Regions from separate parts of the Gossypium hirsutum genome. Here region 1 is linked to region 2. Evidence: chromatin contacts called from public Hi-C data. All regions are on one chromosome and are shown on one strand. The core of a region is the stretch at or near the end of the contact, and the rest is flanking DNA. Distances in the headings are between cores, read along the strand shown. Region 1 holds the start of LOC107888772. Region 2 holds the start of LOC107888802 (DNA damage-repair/toleration protein DRT102).

Evidence for each region. Hi-C and Micro-C count contacts between places; a contact is called where the count stands out from the background.
Region 1: a Hi-C map of leaf shows a contact between it and region 2, with 2.4 times the contacts expected there. The contact joins the promoter of LOC107888772 here to the promoter of LOC107888802 in region 2. A contact is called at or near these places in 15 of 34 Hi-C or Micro-C datasets (callus, fibers, hypocotyl and 2 more).

Annotation. Positions count from the first base shown.
Region 1 is chrA11:109,393,386-109,399,269 of Gossypium_hirsutum_v2.1, forward strand. LOC107888772 reads right to left here and starts at 3,235. Exons shown (of 6, transcript XM_016812977.2): 1 at 2,400-3,235; 2 at 1,565-1,667; 3 at 917-972. The coding sequence starts at 3,074. LOC107888763 (40S ribosomal protein S24-1) reads left to right here and starts at 4,222. Exons shown (of 5, transcript XM_016812966.2): 1 at 4,222-4,543; 2 at 4,946-4,987; 3 at 5,094-5,264. The coding sequence starts at 4,472.
Region 2 is chrA11:109,256,104-109,262,000 of Gossypium_hirsutum_v2.1, forward strand. LOC107888802 (DNA damage-repair/toleration protein DRT102) reads right to left here and starts at 1,400. Exons shown (of 1, transcript XM_016813032.2): 1 at 39-1,400. The coding sequence starts at 1,107. The coding sequence ends at 181.

The DNA.
Region 1 (5,884 bases), core at 1,985-4,484, 140 kb after region 2:
GATGATTCTAGGAAAGATAATGGGACAATCCCACAAAGTTAGGAATCTTAATAAACTAGGAAAGCAACTAATTAGAAATCAATAATGAATGATCCTATTTGTTTTAGGAAACTAAATAATAAATCCTAATCTACCAGATTACAGCATATCAGTAAATTCCAAATATATACAAGCTAATTTGGCTCTTTTCTACAAAAGCTTTTGATCAACCTGTCCACTCTAGTAGATCTAGACTAATTGTTCCAGAAGCTCATGCTCATTTCTCAATTTGACATCTAGTCTCATGGAATGGAACTTAAGTTTATGGATCAACAAAGTCAAAGATTATATGCATTATGGAGGAGCGGCTGTTGCAAGGGATTCGAGAGCAAATTCTATTTTGATCTGCAGAAGTTTGCTCGCTCACTCGAAGGTTAAAGCTCGAATTTTAATTCATCGTTTTGCACCGCTCAAAATAGGAGGCCAACTCCTGTAGAATTATTAACAAGGAAAAACATTGGCTCAACATCATTAAAGGCAGAACGAAGGTTGGATGGAAACTTATCCAGGGATGGCAGACATTAAAGAACCAATGCATATGGTAAAGATTTGTACAGGAGACTTCTCGAACCAAGGAATGAAAAAGGAAACAAGAGAGCTTACAAGATAACATATCCTTTAGTTGATTGTAGCATACGGATTTATTTGGTTTCCATGCAAAATATTTGCATTATGTACCAAAAAGAAAAATGTGGCAGCATTTTAGTTTTTAGAGCATTATCTGCATGCACCAGAACCTTTACGTCTACCACTAAGCATATGATGTTCATTAAACGATTCTTGGAGACTCAAGGTACAAAAAAGCATATCCACGCATGTAATTAGTTCACCAAGGGAGACAAATATGTATGTATATATTTCAGAAAGGTTAACTTACAGATGAATAACCAGAGATGCAATAATCAGGATGGCGAAGCAAAGCTAGAGTTGTCTCTGCAAACAAAAAAAAATAGGAATGTAACATAACCAGTCTGACAGATATTGAACTTGACATGTTTAAGAAAAATAAGAGAATACACCACTTAGAACCAGGGCACCTTCTACATGTCATAAGTATTGCTACAGTAAAACAAAAAGAAGAAAGCAGTCATATGCCCACTTCTTGCATCCGAAATATCATTTAACCATGAACAAAATGTAATGAATGGCTTCTATGCGCATTTCAATCAAACTAAATCATTAAATAGGGTAAAAAGCTTATGCCCTTTCTTGTCATAATTGTATGTCAAAAATTTTATTAGCTCTCATGCAGTTGCTATTTACTAAAGCAGATTTCAGAATAACAAATATGATAGTTATGCTATAGAGCTATAAGACTTGTGCATGGCCTCTTGGGTTATTATATTTTCTTTATGACTAGGCTAATACTCGGAGATAGTGCAAAAATGATAGCTACAACAGTTAAAAAGGAATAGCATTTTCATCTATCTTCACTTCCCAACTGTAATCTACATAATGCATAGAACACCACCACTATCTCCAGTAAGACTCTAATTAACTATAGACAGATCTTAGAATGCTTTACCTGTCAACACAAAGCTCAGACCCTCAGAGGTAGAGGTATCAGCAACTTCAGCAATCCGATTAAGATCCCTTTGAAGAGACCGTCCCATACCCAACAACCCAACCTAATAATAAAAACAAAGAGACTACAAATGAACAAATGGTAATTGAATTCCATCAGTAATGGCAACCATCACAATTCTGTGTCCATCTCTCTTCCTTGTCTAGCTCATTTCACATGACAATTATTCATACAAAATTAAGTCTTGACACTTTATTACAAAAAGGAATTCATATTAAAGTCAGCTTTAAAGATTCTACCAGAATTCACATTTAAGCAACCCTCCTCCATAGACACCCGATTTTGTCAGGGTCATTCTCAAGTCTCACTTTGATTTCTCCTAATTTGGATTGGTCCATTCTTTTGTGTCTTTTGTCTAGCATGCCGGATGTTACAACTTCTCTGTATATCACATTTATTTCACATTCAATCTATTCAGTTGAATTTCGACATGTTGATTAACCGTGTATTTATCCATACATCTGAACACCACTACTTCATATCTTACTTCAACACATCTGATCGGTAGCATTCTCACTCTGAAATTGGATATTAATTTATTGATATGCATCAATGATGCAAAAAACAAAGGAACAAATCCTTAAAACATAGTATTTCTTTTTATCTAAAAACTAGCTTCACCATCATTACAAGGAGATCAGCATGCTTTTTTATGATTAAAGAAAGCAGTTGATTCATTAATGTTAAACATCATTCAAGGACTTTATCACCTATGCAAACATACTTAAAGCAAAAGAATAACTAAAAAGCAATAAAAGAAAATCCAAAAGCTTACCTGAAGCTTAATAACACTAGTCCTTTCGCTAGTAGTGAGCACACTACTCTCAGACCGATCCGAAAGGAACCCGGAGACCAAAACAAAGGCAGCAAACCCAACCAAAATCAAGAAAAAACTCGAGCCGGCACCAACACCTACCCCAACTGCAGGCCCCATGTAAAACCCACCACCTCCGAATGGAGCAGGCGCATAATAAGGAGCCGAATACGAAGAAAACCTCGACCCTCCATTTCTAGGCACCGAATAACTCCTCGAAGATGAAGAACTCGAAGAAAAAGACCTTCCTCCCATCCTCCCACCTGATGCAGCCAATGCTACGTTATTAGGATCATACATTAGCAACAAACCCAATAAAACCGCGGCTATAGCGGGCTTTTTTAACGCGTTCAAAGCTTTTAACATTGTTTGAGAAATAATCTCGAATGGGTTTTTGTCATTTGAGCTGGAACTCAACTGGTTGTTGGAGCCCAAACTCGAGCTCGTCAAATGTTTCCTCTGCTCCGACGAGAAGAAGCATTTAACAGTGAACTTTGCCGAACGTTGACCGTTGAAAGCCAAAGTTCCAGTGAAATGAGATAGGCGAGGAGGAGAAGGAAGAGGCAAATGAAGGGGGAAATAGTGTTTCAAGTTCAAAGTGTTGGATTGGAGCAAAGAAGAAGTAGAAGTTGCCATGGTGAATGGAGAGAGATTATGAGCTTTGGGTGCGGAGATATTTTTTTGAAGAATGAGGGAAGGTGAGATCAAGAAATGATTTGGTTTTGCGGGGAATGAGTTTGGGTGAATGTGATGGTGAAATTTGAGGGAGTTGTGGCCATGATAAGAGAAGGCCGATAGTGTCATTTTGAACCTCTCATCTTCATTTGTAAATTCCCATTCAAAAGTTTTAGGTCTAATTTTGTCTTCAACCCCTCTTCTCTTTAATAATTGAAGCTTTGTCAAAATGCATCCATAAAAAATAATGAGGGTTTTCGTTGCTAAATAAACCAATAATTAAAAATAATAATCATATTTATCTATACTATTATTTAAGTCTTTAATTGAATGTTGGTATCACGAATCAACTGGACACCAACTCGATTAAAGAAATTAGAAAATGTCCTTCTATAATTAAAATAAATTATATTATTCAAGGGCGTTTTAATTTTTTTATTTAAAAGAATCAATAAAAAAACTAGGTACGATTGAATTTAAATCTATACTAATTACATTGATAATATATTATTTTTATCACTAAATCAAAGCTTTATTTTAATAAGATATTAACATTTTTATTTTATTATATATTTTTTATTACTTTCATCAATTAAATACATAATTTTTACACACATGCCCCTGTAATAAAATTTTTAATTAGTACATCATTACTAAGATCACAATCATATTTCAAGATATAGTGAAAAAATTCATGAAAAATTTTAACTAGATTTAGAGTTAAATAAATTTTACAAGGGTATAATATTCTTCCAATCCCTGTACTATTTAGATTTTTTAAAAATTAGTCTCTTTGCTTTTAACCAAAAGAATTTAGTCCCTTTACTTATTTGCTTTTAAAATTAATTTCTAAAAATTTTGAATATATGTTATAATTGTACTTTAATTTTTAAGTCAAACATTTAAATTTTAAAATACCACATATTCAAAATTAACAAAAGTTTATTAACAGTGTCATACCGATTGCAATTTAGTTTTTAAATAAGATAAAAAAAGAACTAAATTCTTAAAATTAAAAGCAGAAGGATTAAAGTTTTAAAACTTTGAAGAGTAAAAGGACAACGAGGCAGAATTAACCCTTTTAAGGGCAGACTCAAGTATTTACTATAGCCATTTGTAGAACTTAACGTTAAAAAAGGGAAGCCCCATTTAAAACCCAAGATGCAAAAACTAAAAAAGCCCAAATTCAAAACCTAAAATAAACCCTAATCAGTGATAAGTCGATTCCATAGGAAACCCTATAAAAACTTGTTTTTTCGCTATTGCTATTCTCTCTCCTTGAACTGCTGCCGCTGTTTGTAACTTTTGGTGCTTCCAGTGCGTCGAAACCAAGAAAAGAGGAAGATATTTGCTTAACCATGGCGGACAAGGCAGTGACTATTAGGACAAGGAAGTTCATGACGAACAGGCTCCTTTCCAGGAAACAATTCGTAAGCTCCATTTCCATTTTTTTCCCGCTCATTTCTTCGTTAACCAAACAATGGGCAACGTTAAATTTTAAGGCTCGGAGCTTATTTCTTTCGTAATCTTTCACATTATTTTCCATTACCTGCTTTCAGTAAGGTTTAGTTCGGCTGTAGATCTGCTCAAAGAAAGAAAATAGAAGAAAATGAGAGAAAATAAGTATTTGTTTTTTGTTAGTTTGCTTGTAGGATGCTTAATTTAGGTCTTTCCTTGATTTGTCATTTGGAAACAAGTGACTTTTTTTTTCTTACTATGAAGCCTGCAATAAAATAAAATTGCTCTTTTGGGAAACTGAAGGTCAGATGAGCTTATATATGTTTGAAATTGTTAACTTGGAAGATGAAACTTGTTATTTACTTGTTTTGTAGATCATTGATGTTTTGCATCCTGGGAGGCCCAATGTTTCTAAGGTAAATGTTTAATGATTCTCAATAACATTGTTTTATTGTCTTAACTTCCAGAAAATTGGACTGCTTGTGTTAACATATCTTTGATTTGTCGATCCTGTATTGTTAGGCGGAGTTGAAGGAGAAGCTTGCTAGAATGTATGAGGTGAAGGACCCAAATTCGATCTTTGTGTTCAAGTTCAGGACTCATTTTGGAGGTGGTAAATCTACTGGATTTGGTTTGATATATGATTCTGTCGAGAACGCAAAGAAGTATGAGCCCAAATACAGACTGATCAGGGTAATTTCTGATGTGTTTTATTTACATTTTCTCTGGATTTGTTAGTGGTGTGTCTGTTTTATTAGTAACTGCATACTGAAGTATTTTTCTCCACATAGTTTTGTTTTTGGTATTCTCAAAAAAGCAATGTTGTGATACTAGTGAGCACGGAGGCAATGTTGCCTTTTAAAAGTAACAAGATGGACTTGGAAGTAGAGCCTTTTTTATAATTTGTACTTGAGTACTGCATGGTTATGAAGAAGACGAGTGGGGGTGATTTGCATTTTAGGTTACTTATTGTAGCATTTACGTCAGTGTAGGTCATAAGCATTTTAATTTCATCAAATTGCATCATTGAATTTCTATTATTAATAAATTAAGTTGTACTAATTCTCATGAAAATGTTGGCTCAAAGAACATGTGGGAAAGCATGAAATCCCGACCTTGGTTTTGTTTAGAGAATAAGTTACTTATGCATGTTAAGATGGCTTTTAAATTAAAATTATTTAATTGAGTTTGCATAAGTAATCTAATATATTAATAATAGGAGTTCAGTGATATAACGTGATGGAATTAAAGGGTTGAGACTTGTATGATAGTTTATGTTTGTTTAGTGATCTGAATGTGAATTACCCTATAAT
Region 2 (5,897 bases), core at 150-2,649:
GAATCAGCATGCAACAATTTAATACCAAAACATTTATGTAATTGTAATTTAATACCATCAACTTTATTACTGAAACACAAGCTCAGTTATCACACACAACAACAGAAACCACATATTTTACACAAGACACATACACACTATGAGATACATGACACAGATTGCATACGTCAAAATATTCTTTCAAGCAGAGCCATTAGCCAATTCCTTCTCAATGGCAATTTTAGCAGTTTCAAGATCTTCATCAAAGAACATATCCCACTTCCCATCCCATTTGAGGAAAAACTCAGTATCTTCGTAGTATTTCACCCTATGAACATCCCCAGCTGGAATGAACAAGTAGTCCCCGTCACCCAAATCATATCTTTCCTTTTTACTCAAATTCCAAACACTTTTTTTCCCTTTCATCACCAGCAAGCAATGCCCGAAAGTATGGTGATGGGCTGGTTCTACACTCCCAGCCTTAAATTTAATAATAGCCGATGTGGGACTTTCTCTCAATATCTTCATTGACCCACCAGGGATTATATCGATTGGATTCAGTTCTCTGTTCTTAACCAAGCAACAAACAGCACAGGTTTCTGCTTGGGTGTTCTCAGAAGCACCGATTTTAGGCATTTCATTCATCGATTCATCGAAAAAATTTGAGATTTCCTCCGGCCAAGGCTGGGACTTAGAGGCCGGACACGGCGCTTTAAAAGGAGTGTTGAGCCAAGTGTCGACGATTTCCTTAGCGGTATCGGCGGACGTTGACATGCCGGAGAGTGCCAAGACGTTGCAGTTATTGATGGAGCGATTGTTGCGAGCTTCGTCCGGAGTGAGACATGTGGTGGCGAACACGCCGGGGAATTTGTTGGCGAAGATCCCGACTCCGACGCCCGTTCCGCAAGCAAGGAGGCCACGGGTCTCCAAGGAGGGCGAGGTGGTGGCGGAAGATACTCGACGGCCGACTTCAGCACCGATGTTGTAGTAGGAGGTGATTCCGAGATCTTCGACTTCTATGTTGAGGGAGCGGAGGTGGGATACCATGGCGTCTTTTAGCTCGGCGCCAAAAGAATCAGCTCCGGCGATGACTTTTAGGGGGGAAGACGCGGTGGCGGAATCGGCCATGATGCGGCTGTGGGAGGTAGAGAGTAACTACAGTGAGCTTAAGAAGAAAGTTGAGGAAATTAAGGGGCTATTGCCAATAGATCTCACTTCAAATAGATAGAACCTTAAATGAATTTATGACATTTTCTTAAAATATAATTTATCTGATTCATATTCAGCTACAAATATTAAATATCCACGTGTACAAGAAACAAATCTATAAAATATCTATTCTACTAAATAATAATTTTCAATAAATTATTAAAATAGTTATTTTTATTTGTACGTGAAATCATAATTTTAAACGAAAATTTTAGATTAAATTCTGTAATTGGTCCTTATATTTTTTTATTTTGAGTAATTTAATTTTTCTTATATTCTTTTAATTTTTTTTCTTTTTTTTATTCTCTTCTTCTCTCTTTATTTTTCTCCCTTCTCTGTTTCTTTTAATGTAATTTTTCTATATTTTCTATTTGTTTAAAACTAGTTCACAAGCTTGCCTCACTCAAATAAAATTAAATTGTTCAAAAAAATAAAAATATAAGGATTGATTTTAAACAAATGGAAAATATAGAAAAATTACGTTAAAAAATATATAGGATGGAGGAAAACAGAGGAAGAAGCGGAAGAAAATGAAAAAAAAAAGTTAAAAGAATATAAAAGAAAAAAATAAATTGCTCAAAACGAAAAATATAGGGATCAATTGTACAAATTAACTTAAAATTTTTGTTTGAAATGATGATTTAACGTGCCATGTTAGCTTACCGTTACACCGTTAACGGTAATTAACGGCTCAGTGATTAAAATGTTACAATACGATAACGTAAGTAACTAAAATGTAATATTTTAAATATAAATAATTAAAATGTAACTTGAGGTAAATAAAAGTGACTATTTTAATAATTAAACCTATTTTAAATATACTAAAGTTAAAAGAAAAATGAGTTTTTTTTTTAAACCAAGAAAAATGAAGGGAGTTGGATAATGTAAAAATATTTTCTATGAAGAGTTCTCAACAAATAAATAAAGAAATAATATATTTTATCATTCTCAAACTCACGTACTCCTACATTAATAACAATCTCCATATTAATTGGGTTAAAGAATCAATCTATGAAGAGCTTTATACAAAGAGGTTACAACAAATCAATAGTGTAAGCACCACCTCAACTCGATGAGCCAATAGGCTCAACCCCAGAGAAAAAGCTCAAAGGCAGAACAAACCAAAACTTTAACCTTAGGAAATAATTCTGAAGCGAGCAACACCATCCGCACATCAAGTGGATTAGACGAATGAGGGCCAATTGAGTAACGCCATAAGCACAGTCATGAACAACAACCAGAACCACTATTTCGAAGCAAAACAGATACATGTTAGAAGCAAAGACCTTCCTCGTATCATCAGGAAACCGGGCCGCCCAAAGGCAAAGGTGTCGACTACTGAAGCTAAACAACTCCACGACAACGCAATGATTCCAGCAGCAGATCACATACTCTCCTGACTGGACGGACTTTCCCTGATCGGAAAAAAACAACAGATGCAAACAACAAACCACCAAAAACACAGAAATAGTAAATAAAACCACCATAATGGTAGACACTGAAGGCGGCGGCAAAAACCCTGTCCAAACAGATGAGGTAGACCCTCAGCAAAATTCGGCGAGCCTCAATCGGTGACTGGTCGACAACAAAGCACGAAGAAGCCGAGGGGAAGTCATAAAAGAATCGGCTCATAAAGCCTGGAGAAAGGAAGCCACCGCTGTTTCTTTTTTGTTCGTAACTAGGGCATTCATCGCCGACAGCAAGGACTAATTCTCTTGTTGCGAGACTTTCCGAACAAATAAATGATTGCTCATGAAATATGTTCTATTCCCGTGAGTAAAGATCAAACCCCGACAACATGATTAAAACATAACACCAGATTATGTAATTTCTATTACCTTATAATATTATCAATTGCATCTTACCATTTACCTTTCAAGTTCTACGTTCATCCTTTACTTATTTCTCTTTATCCATCTTTTTTACCATATTTCTTTTAGCCTATTATTATTGTTGATTGAGAATCAACATAATTATTATTTTTGGCGATTGAATTTTTTTTTTATGGATTTTTGAATGAGCACTTGTGCTGGTGTTTGAAGATAGTGAAGAAGATAAAATTGTTGAAAGCAAAGATTGCAAGCTTTTTGAGAGAAAAAAATTCATTTGTTGAGTTTTGGAGATATTTCAATAGGATTCAGGTCAAGTAATTTAATATATTGGTAAATCTTTTTGTTAGCTTTCAAGTGCATCTTGAATTATGTCAATTGAAGTTCTATAATCTGAATTATGGCTGACTTATGAAAATATAAAGAAGTGAAAATTTGTGGAAATCAAGTTACAAAAGGACTCCACCTAGCAAGTGGACAGAAAGGCATTCAAGCTAAAATATATTGATAACCAATGCGTGACAAAGTAGTAAGCAAAAGGTTAGTACATTGGAGTTATGACTAAGAAGTCAAGAGTATCATCATAAAGGTGTTATATGATTGAGGTAAATGGAAGTTAACTAAGGGTCATATGGAAGTCACTTAAATTATTTAATCAGTAATATATTATTTACACCATGGTATATAACTTTTTGAACGGATAAAACATAAAGGGATCACAAGTGATTTAATACACATATGACAAGATAATCTTTACTTGTTAATTTTCGTAATGGTATATAATTTAGAGTTTTGTCATAATACTTCAAGTAAATTGGACTCCATGACTAATAATTATGTCATTAATAGAAGAAAAATCATCACTTAATTACATGTTATTGTAACCCAACTTATATATGTCCATCCAAATTTTTCACTAATTCAATATAACTCTTAACATCTTTACATTTAATTTTAACAATTGTTCGAAATCATAAAAGATTGAATAAGGAAAAACAATTCACTAGATTTATTTATGGGAGTAATAGATGCTTTCTTGATTTAATGATTAGTTTGATCTAGCATTAATCTAATCACTTCAAATATTTATTTAATTGGATTACATAATGAATATGAAATTAAATTAAATTAGGAGTTCATGTTAGTTAATTATTTAGAATGAAAATTAAACATGCATTCCAATATGCTAAAAACTGTCATGATTTTAATAAATTAAAATAGAGTTTGTGTAAATTATTTATTTAAATAATTAATTTTATTTTTTCAATCAAAATAATTAAAGTTCAAAATGTGGGTTAAAAGTGACCCATGTACCATTAGGTAATTGTTTAGCTGGCCACATAAGAGAGTAATGGTAAGTTTCCATTAGTTTTGGTTTTTTTAAACAATCTCATTATATGTTTTGATTATATATGTTTTTTTTTACTACCCATAACTCCTCCCCAATTCATAAATAGGAGGATAATACATTTCAACGCGCTTGAACCCACGTTTTCCTGCATTGACAACAATACTTATATTAAACTTGCAAGGCAAACGTGTAGAGAGAGTAGTTGAGTTTGTGGCCAACTTGTGGTGGTGGGGTAAGAGTACATTGAAGAGTTGGACTAGTGTCACAATAGCCAGAAAAAGAATGGTAAGTTGGGGGTTCTGAGAGTCCCTGAAAAAGTATCAACTTTTGATGATTGGCTACTGCATGTGTAGGAAAAACATGGGATGATGGTGCAATGGGCAATGTGTTTCGATCAAAACCAAACAATGAGAAGACTGAGGAATCCATGGTGCAATTAATGGTCCCAACATGATGAGGGGAGTTTTGTTGTGGCTGAGCTTAGGAACAAGAATGGCAATGCAACAAAGGTACGCAAAAACTTATAATGGAGATCGACTCTGAGAAAATGTTTTGTGACGGGAGACATAACCAGTGCCTTTGTATCATGGTAGTTTAATTAACAGAATAAATTTCTTGCTTTTAGAAAAATAAAATAAAATAAAATATCAAAAATAATAATAATTGTACCAAACATCTTCAAACTTTAAAATATTATAATTACATTATCAAATTATTAATATTATATCAATAAAGTCTTTTTATTGCTAAATTGTTAATTTAACCATTAAATGATACATCAGATCTTACGTGACATAATTTAAAATAAAAAATTTAAAGGAAAAAAATATTGTAAAAGTAGATATCGTAAAAATCTTGATTTTAAAGTTTTTATTGAAACTATCGTTCACTCTCTTTTTTCTCAATTTTACTTTAATTTTAGTTTTAAATTTTTAAAAGTTATGCGACAATATATTATTTTTCTTTAAAAGTTTCATTTTAAATTATGTCAAATAAAATTTTATATGCTATTTAATAGTTAAATTAACAATTTTAATAAAAAAATGGCATGATTGATATAACATCGATAATTTAAAAATGTCTTACCTCTAAAAAATCACACAAAAAATATACAAATTCTCGTGATTAATCTCAAATTAATTAATTTAAGTCAAATCCAAACTAAAGTAAACTAAACCAAACCCAAATTTTATTTATTTGATTAAAATTAAGATAACCCTAAACTAATTCCAACTTAATCATAGTTAATTTAACTATTGCAATCTAATGAATTTATCAAATCTCAATTAACCTAACCTAAACTAATTTAATTTAATCCAATTTAGGTAAAAATAGCATAAATACCCTTTACAAGGAGTCAAAATACATTTTGCTTTCTCTACTAAAAAAATTGGCAAACTAATCCTCTTATATTATATTAAAGAACAAATTAATCTTTTCTTTTAAAATCATCCATTTGCAGTATTAAAAATTGGTGTGGTTGACAGAATAACCAGACAATGACATGTGACATACCACGTGTACCTCAT